2 separate regions of the Hordeum vulgare genome follow, and region 2 is linked to region 1. Evidence: chromatin contacts called from public Hi-C data. All regions are on one chromosome and are shown on one strand. The core of a region is the stretch at or near the end of the contact, and the rest is flanking DNA. Distances in the headings are between cores, read along the strand shown.

What was found. A called contact is a pair of places that touch in the nucleus more often than the background predicts.
Region 2: a contact with region 1 is called in a Hi-C map of leaf, with 4 times the contacts expected there. The contact joins the enhancer-like site here to the promoter of LOC123411762 in region 1. A contact is called at or near these places in 4 of 6 Hi-C or Micro-C datasets (leaf and seedling).

Annotation. Positions count from the first base shown.
Region 1 is chr7H:257,447,069-257,451,716 of MorexV3_pseudomolecules_assembly, reverse strand. LOC123411762 (serine carboxypeptidase-like 51) reads left to right here and starts at 1,937. Exons shown (of 12, transcript XM_045104728.1): 1 at 1,937-2,159; 2 at 2,230-2,324; 3 at 2,393-2,500; 4 at 2,595-2,841; 5 at 2,948-2,991; 6 at 3,083-3,150; 7 at 3,665-3,770; 8 at 3,847-4,104; 9 at 4,224-4,274. The coding sequence starts at 2,027.
Region 2 is chr7H:258,116,494-258,121,141 of MorexV3_pseudomolecules_assembly, reverse strand. It overlaps LOC123407655 (protein TRIGALACTOSYLDIACYLGLYCEROL 2, chloroplastic-like), which reads left to right. Exons shown (of 5, transcript XM_045100841.1): 2 at 1-39; 3 at 1,348-1,463; 4 at 1,672-1,762; 5 at 1,835-2,505. The coding sequence ends at 1,927. Among protein-coding and RNA genes, the nearest start is that of LOC123413395, 14 kb to the right of the region's middle. Within about 2 kb of position 2,186, at least 2 of the 3 cell types and tissues checked have open chromatin away from gene starts, as enhancers often do. A contact at or near this core is called in leaf, where this site is marked.

The sequences.
Region 1 (4,648 bases), core at 688-3,187:
TACCTTTGAACCTTTTGCCATGAAGCAATAGGTTGGAGCGAAGTCATCAGCATAGTCATCAGTGTGGATGGTGTTATCATCTTCTTCAAGGTTAAAGATTGACTTGCTGACGAAAGTGGTTGCAAGTGCAAGACTAGCAACTATGAGAGTCCTCATGTCACTCATATTCCTCACTTGAGGCTTTTGGTAGGATTAGGCTTGGGTTGAGCATCATGAGGAAATTCATTCCAAAGTGTAACTTCGACCCCCTTTAACAGTACGGTGTTCCTATTACTCAAGTATGAAGAGAATAAAACAGAAAGAGTAAATCTTCATGCTTCAAAATCTTCAGAATGATTTTCTTCAGGACACACCGAATTCCTCAATTTCAATATCTTCATGAGGAATATCAATTTCATCGCGGATTCTTCGCGATTCAATTCTTCAGCTTCAGACCAATTTCTTCAACCGAAGATATACATTTTTAGGGGTCGATATTCCTCAAATGTTTCAAACTCCTCAGTGACTTATAGATCATGTGTACACTCACAAACACATTAGGTACTTAACCTATAAGTCTTCAAACCACCAAAATCACTAAGGGGCACTAGATGCACTTATAGTAATACATCTAAGAAATTATTCCATCGAACGTACTCTCCCCAAATGTCGGCGGCCTCCTGTGTTCTACTTCTCCTCGATGATGGTGAGGGACGCGGAGGCACTGGCCACCGACTCGTCGCTTTCCGCACACTCGGCTTGTGTCTCTGCCCGCATGGCGTAGCCACACGCACGGAAGGCGCGATCACCGCTGTGCAACCCGCCATGCCGGCGTGGAGCAACTCACCACTCCTTATCGAGCTGGCTTGGAACGACGAGTTGCTGAACCACGCGCCAACTTGGAGCGGCAATTGGCTCCGTCAGGCTAGGCGAGGGAGGCAGAGCAGCGAGCTGCCTTGGGCGTGCTCGTATCCGACAGGATCAACGGGCTACCCTTCTGGCTTGTATGTCGGAGAACTGTTCTTGAAAAGCCATCAAAAGAGTGGAAAAATGATGAAGGAGGAGATGGGGAGCGGCGGAGGGGTATGATTCTTGCCCGGCGTGTGGCCTCGTTTAAATAGAGGGCGGATGGAAGGAGCCGGCCGGGGTTGCGTTTAGTGTCGGCTCACTCATGAATAAATGTGTGGTCGGAGTAGGTTTGTTAGCTTCCACACGGGTTTAATAAAGGCATTTGAATACGGCGAGGGTTTGTTCACGCGGACGTGCATCAGTCGGTGCCCTCGGTCGGTGGGCCGCTTCAATGACGAAGGCAGTGAGTGGTCGTGTCCGCCCTTAGCCGCCTTCAATGTTGAGCAGCCTGATTTATAACGGCATGAATGCGAGCAGCTCGTGTCTGGCGGGAAGCGCGCGGAAGAAGAAGGGGTTTTTGGTTGGCCAGGACGGTGAGAATCACACGAAGTATCGGTTCGAACTTTCGCAAACCTTTCCCACATTTGTTTCTGATTTATGGGAGAAATTACATTCAAACTGTTCCATGGACAACGGCATTTGATGATTTTCGTGATCCGAATGGTTATGAAAGATTTGCGGACCCGTTTTAAAGATGCCGTTATGTCCCTCGTTTCCGCAAAAAGAAAATAACATTTATGTCCCTCTGAAGTCTCGAGTATATGTACACGTATGGTTATGGTACCGATAGAACCGTTTCATGAGATAAGAAGATGAGAGTTTGGAACGGAAGGCAGTTCCGATTACGTATTGGGAAAGTCCGGCCGGCAGCGGCTCCCATACCTCCTGGATTCTTGCGAGGAGTTACCTAGATTTTATTCCAGTCCAGATCGGAGTAGTTTACACGTCGTGTCATCTGGACGGGATTCCAACAAACAAACGCAAACGAATTTTCCCTCCTTGGTGTCCTTGTTATACTACCCGTATACCGTGTACAACGTCCCAGCACCACCATATATATCCACCTCCACACGGCCTCGTGCTCCAGCGTGCGTCCTGTCCTGCTCCTGTCGTCGACGACGAGTCCCTGTCGACCACAATGGCAGCGGCGAGGTTGCTCCTGCTGCCCGGCGTCGCTCTCGTCGCCCTCCTCCTCTTCCTGCCCTTCGGCGCCGCCGCCGCTGGCACCGCCGATGGGTCAGAGGAGTGGGGATACGTGCAAGTCCGGCCGAGTAAGAGAATCAGTGTTTCCTCTTCTTGTAGCTCATTCATGGTGGCGTGGTTAACAATTGAACTCTGCAGAGGCGCACATGTTCTGGTGGCTGTACCGTAGCCCCCACCGCGTCGACAACGACACAGCGCCATGGCCGACCGTGCTGTGGCTGCAGGGCGGCCCGGTGAGTATTGAATTAAAGAATCTTCCATAGATGAGCATGCTGATGATTCAATCTGGCATGCATTGCAGGGCGCTTCGGGGGTGGGTTACGGCAACTTCATGGAGATCGGGCCGCTGGACACGGAGCTCAAGCCCCGCGCCACCACCTGGCTCAACAAAGCCGACCTCCTCTTCGTCGTATGTTCATCTTCTTCTTCTTCCTCCTCCTCGCGTGGGGCTTGGCAATGGCCATTGCCGGTTAGTTGTTGATTTCTGAGATTGCTCCGTGCAGGACAACCCAGTGGGCACGGGGTTCAGCTTCGTGGAGGGCGGCAACAAGAGCCTGATGGCGCAAACGGACGGGCAGGCGGCGCGCGACCTGACGGCGCTGCTCATCAAGCTCTACCGGCACAAGAAGCTGCTGCAGGGGAGCCCGCTCTACATCGTGGCCGAGTCGTACGGCGGCAAGTTCGCCGCCACCACCGCCCTCGCCGCGCTCAGGGCCATCCGCCAGGGACATCTCAACGCCAAGCTTGGAGGTACAGTAGCTTTGCAAATCCATTGATGAGGTATCCCATCATGCATGATGCAGCAGCTAATCTAGTACTGTATTAATAATCCATTGATTGACTACAACGCATGCAGGCGTGGCCCTGGGGGATAGCTGGATTTCACCCGAGGACTCCGTGGTAAGTCTTGACGACTGTCCCGTGCTGTGTTGTGGTTGCAGAATGGACTAGTAAGTAGAGTAATTTAACAGAGAGGATTTACTGGACGCAGTTGTCATGGGGCCCGTTACTGTACCAACTGTCCCGTATCGACGAGAAGGGACTGCGGCAATGCGACAGGTAGAAAAACCTTCCAATTCTGCGCGATCAAGTTAAAACCGACCCTTGATACCTTAATAACTACTGCTTATCTTAGATTTGTTTAGATATATATGTCTTAGTTAAATTTTAGTATTTAGATACATTCGTTTTTAGACAAATTTTAGAACAGAGCTTCATTTTAAAATATAATTTTTTTAAAATATTTCATTATAAACTATATATGGATGTATATAGACATATTTTAAAGTGTATATTCATTCGTTTTGTTTCGTATGTACTCCCTCCGTTTCTAAGTATAAGTCTTTTAAGCGATTTCATTAAGGGTCTACATACGGAACAAAATGATTGAATCTATACTCTAAAATATGTCTATATACATCTGTATGTAGTCCACTAGTGAAATCTCTACAAAGACTTATATTTAGGAACGGAGGGAGTAGTTTATTGTGAAATCTATTAAAAAAGTCTTATATTTAAGAATGGAGGAAGTATAATTATAATATTAACGAGTTTCTTGAATAAAAATGAGCAGCCTCGCGAAGCAGATCAAGGCGCAGCTCAAGGCGAAGCAGTACGGGGCGGCCGAGAAGTCGTGGGAGGACCTCGAGTCGGCCGTGCTCGAGCACAGCAACTCCGTCGTGCGCATCCCTCTTGTTCCTACCTCTGCCTCTGCTTTGTTTGTGTTCTGCTACTGACTTGTAATTGCGTGGGCAGAACTTCTACAACATCCTCAAGGACGAGTCGTCGGAGGACGCGGCAGTGCTGGCCACCGCGGGGGCGGCCGTGAGGAAGGTGGGGTACACGCGCTACATGAGCTCCAAGGCGACGAGGGAAGGCGGCCTCGACGGCCTCATGAACGCCGAGGTCAAGGCCAAGCTCGGCATCATCCCCAACAACTTCACCTGGGGAGAGCAGTCGGGCGACGTCTTCCAAGCCCTCGCAGGCGACTTCATGAAGCCAAGAATCAACGAGGTGATCGATTGATTCTTCATTGTACTGGACTACGGACTAGTTCCTAACTAATTTCAGTGCAGCTAATGGCTTACTGTATCTGTAATTAAGCTGATAAACTGAAAAATGGATGCATGTAGGTTGACGAGCTCCTCAAATTTGGAGTGGAAGTGACCATATACAGCGGACAGGTATTGGAAAAACCATACCACCGTCTCTCCTCTGTCCGACTAGTTGATCCGTGCGCATCTTTGCAATCCAAAGACCCAAGCCTGCACGCATTTGTTGCCTGTCGTCTGTCCGTCCATTGGTGTCGTCCTTTTGTTTTGACCGCCTAGTGTTGGAGTAGTATGCACGGCGCACGCAAGCTTCCAAATCCATCGATCAAGATCAAAATCCCTGACATATGACGCCCCAAGTTTGTCCTAACCGCTGTTGCTTACCTACACGTGCGGCTGGCCCGCGCAAACAGTAAGAGCAAGTACAATAAAGTTGAGTCAGCTGGCTATAAGGAATAAACTAATATATTTTTGTATAGTTAGAGGAAAGAGACGAAGAGAGAGAA
Region 2 (4,648 bases), core at 937-3,436, 670 kb before region 1:
GCATCTATAATGGAAGAAGCACAACCTCTCCTTTCACGGGTACATTCTTCTTACTAACTAGAGATGATACCCTGCGCATTGCTGCGTGGATTGGCTGCAATATATTTCAATCAGATCTAGATGTATGGAACATGAATATTTGGATTAATAACTCTAGAACCAAAACTGTACATACATATAATTTATTATATTTGATTACTATATTTTTGTTAAATATTTATTGAATATAAGTAGCATGCATGGTTGCATGTTGAGGTGTGCCTTTTCCCATGCATGGTGGCATGGTTGCATGTTGAGTGGCAAATTGAAAGCTAAGCAGTGGTAAACTGGTAATCAAGACCCCCGGGGGGAAATGTGGAGTTTAGGTCCTGCAGGGTTGATGGGGAAAACTGCAACAACAACAACAACAACAACAACCAAGCCTTTCAGTCCCAAACAAGTTGGGGTAGGCTAGAGTTGAAACCCATAAGATCTCGAAGCCAAGTCATGGCTCTGGAACGTGGATAGCTAACTTCCACGCACCCCTGTCCATGGCTAAGTCTTTGATGGGGAAAACTGCAAGTTTCAATAATTTAGTGGGGATTGCCTATTTAGTTATATAGGATATAGAATTCTTATGTGACAGTTGATATGTTTAGCACATTTATTTTATGAATCCTCTGGCGAAACCAATCCATTTACTTAATACTGCTGAATAGGATTTCGTTGTACAAAATTCAAGTGACCCGGGCTGACAAGTTGGAAGTTTTGTGGTAGCTTTTCTCATTTCCCAAACATCAGTTCCTTTTTATTTTGGAAGAAAGACTTGACTGCCAGATGTATATGATACTATTATAGTTATAGGGGTTTGATTCTGCATAACATGATAAGTTTGCTACTCATCTCTAAGTATCAGCATTCTTTCCATATGTGTCCTGCATATGATGGGTATTGGGCATGCATACCAAGTAACATGGTCTGTCTGTGGAATCGCTAAAAAGAAGTTGGTCATATTTACAATATCAGAGCTGAAAACTAACTCTGTCAAAACTGTGCCACTTGGCTGAACTGCTGACAATCTCAAGATTAGGTCAATCATATCGCTGTTGCATACCTACCCTGGCACTGGCTAGCATGCTTGGCAAGCACTGTTTCAGGACCATCATCGAGAAGAAGGGACTCCACTCAGTTGGAATGTGGTGTTAGGCTTTTCTTCTCTGTTTGCAAAAGCAGGGTGGCTGATGCTTTCTCCATATATGCAGTTTACTGGACGTTAACTCTATTTACAGAAAATAGAGAAATATGGTGGTCACTTGTTCTGCCATTAAATGTCATAAGCATCAACTTAAAATGTTAGTGATGAAACAGATTGAAGCATTAGCTGAAGAAGTTCAACCTTTGCTCTCGGAGGTGCGTGATAGTGATCTGGTGAAGGATGTGGAGACTATAGCTAAAGGCCTGGCTGATGCATCTGGTGATTTAAGGTAGTGCTTAAGAGCATCACTTGTAATATATTCCTTGCACATATCAAATTTGATTTTGGTAAAACTTGCTTTGCGTTATGAAGAGATAAAACTGGACCCAGAATATTTTGTTGGAAAGAAGCTTCTTTGCATTGAAAATCCTAGCAACTGCTATTTCTGCTTTCCTATAACATTTGGAATGCCTTTTATTTTACTTGTCCTTGTGCAGAAGATTGAAGTCCTCCATGCTTACCCCTGAGAACAGTGATCTAATCAAGCAGTCTATTTTCACCCTTATATTTACTCTGAAGAACATTGAGGTCTGCAACCGCATTTTTAGTTTTTTGTGAAAGTGGGAGAAGGCATGCAATGTTTTGACCTGTTACTTTCAGAGTATCAGCTCGGACATCTCTGGTTTCACCGGCGACGAGGCGACACGGCGGAACATCAAGCTGCTGATCAAGTCCCTCAGCAGACTATTGTGACCCCTTACCTCAGTTGAACAGCGTGGATATTGGTAGAGTAGGCCATCCGTCCTGATGGCATTGGAGCATCTTTAAGAAGAGAAGCTGATAATTTTTTTCTGCATCCTTGGCAAGAAAAGCCGTATTTATTGTTGTCGTCGAGTTACGCTAGGCCCATTTTTGTTTTGTTTTTTGTGCAGCACGGTTGTGGTTGAGCAAGTGTAAACAAGGAATACCACTACCATTGTTTCTAACCGGTGGCTTTCGTTGATCGGTCTGTCGTCGTCGGGGCGGCACAATTCAAAGCACCAGCCTAGTAGGACCAATAGCTACTGGTAGCGCATCTCACCATCGATCAACTCAATCCTTGGACTTGTGCTCTCTGCTTTGTTTTATGTGGTGGAATGGAATCAAACGAGGCGACGAATGTAACCTGACAACGGTGCATCGGTCCAGTTTCGCTCGTGTGGTCTTCCATTTCGTGTCTCGTCGGGTGTAAGCGGCAATATGCTACAGTTTTTTTTTTTCAATTGCGTGCAAGCCAGAACAAAGCTGCAGGCTGTTCACGCTAGGCGCCAATCAATAATCGTTTCCATTCATTCCGCCTTGCATCTTGTCTAGTACGTTGTTGGATGGATCCTGTTTGATTATTCTTCCTTGCATCATACTGCAACTAGCTTAATTGCTAGAATGATTCTGTATGGCTGAAGTATTTCCCAAGCCAAAGGCAGAAAATCGTCGGTGCATCATCCCATCTTTTTTTTCCTTTTGGCTTCCGAAGAGGATCCTCTCATCCATTACGAAGGTTCATCAAAAGTAAAAGGCACCCAAACGAAATAAAGATTACATCGATGCCTCTGCACCATTGAACGGCCACTGCAGCCAGAACGATGCAACCATGCACCGTTTTGTTACTGTTCCTTTTTTTTTTGCGAAGAGTTTTGTCACTGTTCCAACCGGCCTGATCTTGTCGATGGAAGACGATAAGTCTTCATGCATGCCCTGTAATTACCAACGCCGTTGGTCCTTTTTGAACCCTTGAATCTATCTGCACTCGGCACCAAATCTCACCACTGTGAACACATCATCAGAAACCCTAACATCGCTGCCCCAAGGAGCCGTCAGGAATCTATGTCTGTCTAATCTGTCATGATGGATGAACTCGAAGCCTAAAAGACTAACTGGAATATGAAGGGTCAACCATGCGAGGAGTACAACTATAACCTATCTACTAGCCAGAGTCGAGGCACTAGGATTCGTCTTCCCGCCACCTGCCGCTAAAGTGTGAAAGTCGTGTTGATCAAGGTAGTAACACTTTGCACTATTCGCCTTGCTAGAAGGGAAAGAAAAAGTTTATCATCTCGTTTCCAACAAGCTACCAGAGAAGGACCGTTTAGGCCTTCTTTGGTTTTGTAGGAATTTCACAGGATACAATTTTATATATTTTTTCTTTTAGAGTCCTTTGGTTTATTCGTCTGTTATGATTAATAATTAAGTACTCCCTTCATGTTTATTTACTGCACATATTAGCTTTGAATGAAGTCAAACTTTATAAATTTATAGAAAACAATATGAATATTTACGATAATAAAATATATTCAGTGATGAATCTAATGATATTGATTTAGTGGTGTATATGTTAATATTTTTCTACATCAAAGTTTATAATGTTTAACTTTAGACAAATCTTGTATACGAATCAAATAAAATCAAAAGGCGTAATCTCCGCATATTCCCTAAAAAAGTAATTCCACAGGTGTACATGACATGACCATACACCTGCGTGAATTAATTGTTCTTGTTAATTGTGCCATGTTAAGATGTAGCATCCAAACTACCTCTATTTATTATATTTGTCTATTATTATTGATTATGCATCATCTTTACTGCATCGGCAACGGTCCTTGTATCGGGGTTTCATTGGTGTTTTTGTTCAACCTCGAGCACTATTTATTTCACCGTTCTCCAAAAAAGATGAATAATATACCCCTTCTTCATTTTGGGCCATTTTTCTTGGTGGCTTAAAAAATAAGCCGCCTACCCTCAACATTTTTCATAAGTCGTCTCTCATATTCATTTAGCCTTCTAAACTAGTGATGGGATAACTAATTTAAAAATCTCAACAAATTTATGGGATGACTTATTTTTTTTAAGCTCGCGAGAGGCAACTTATTTTTGAAAAAGCCTCACTAGACACTTTGCACATGACTGTGAGATCATTTAAACGTTATTTTATAAATAGAAATATATGTTCTCGAAATGAGTCAAAATATGCGTGTGATCTTATTATATTATGTTGAGACCGCACGTCAAATCTCGTTCAAATCAGAATCTGTTTTATGCCCACACGTTTAAATATGTGACGGGCATAACAAGTACTCCCTCCGTTCCGGTTTATAAGTCATCTTACGAAAGTTAAATAATCCCAAAACACTTAGGCGCGGTGCATTAACTTTCATCTCGTTTTTTGATTTTTGACTTGAATAAAGGAATCAACCAATAAGAGACATGAGGCATGTATGTTTTTAATGACTTGGGAATAACTAGCATGACATGCAGTGGTCACTTCATTGCATGCAATGCCATTAATTAGCAAATTAACATTAATTTCTCTCGATTTCCTCTCCGTCTTGGTCGCGGTGCACAACCTAAGATGACTTATACACCGGAACGGAGGGAGTATAAATAAATAAACAAAATTGATAAATAAAAATATCTTTTGGACTGCCTTTATTTTAATAT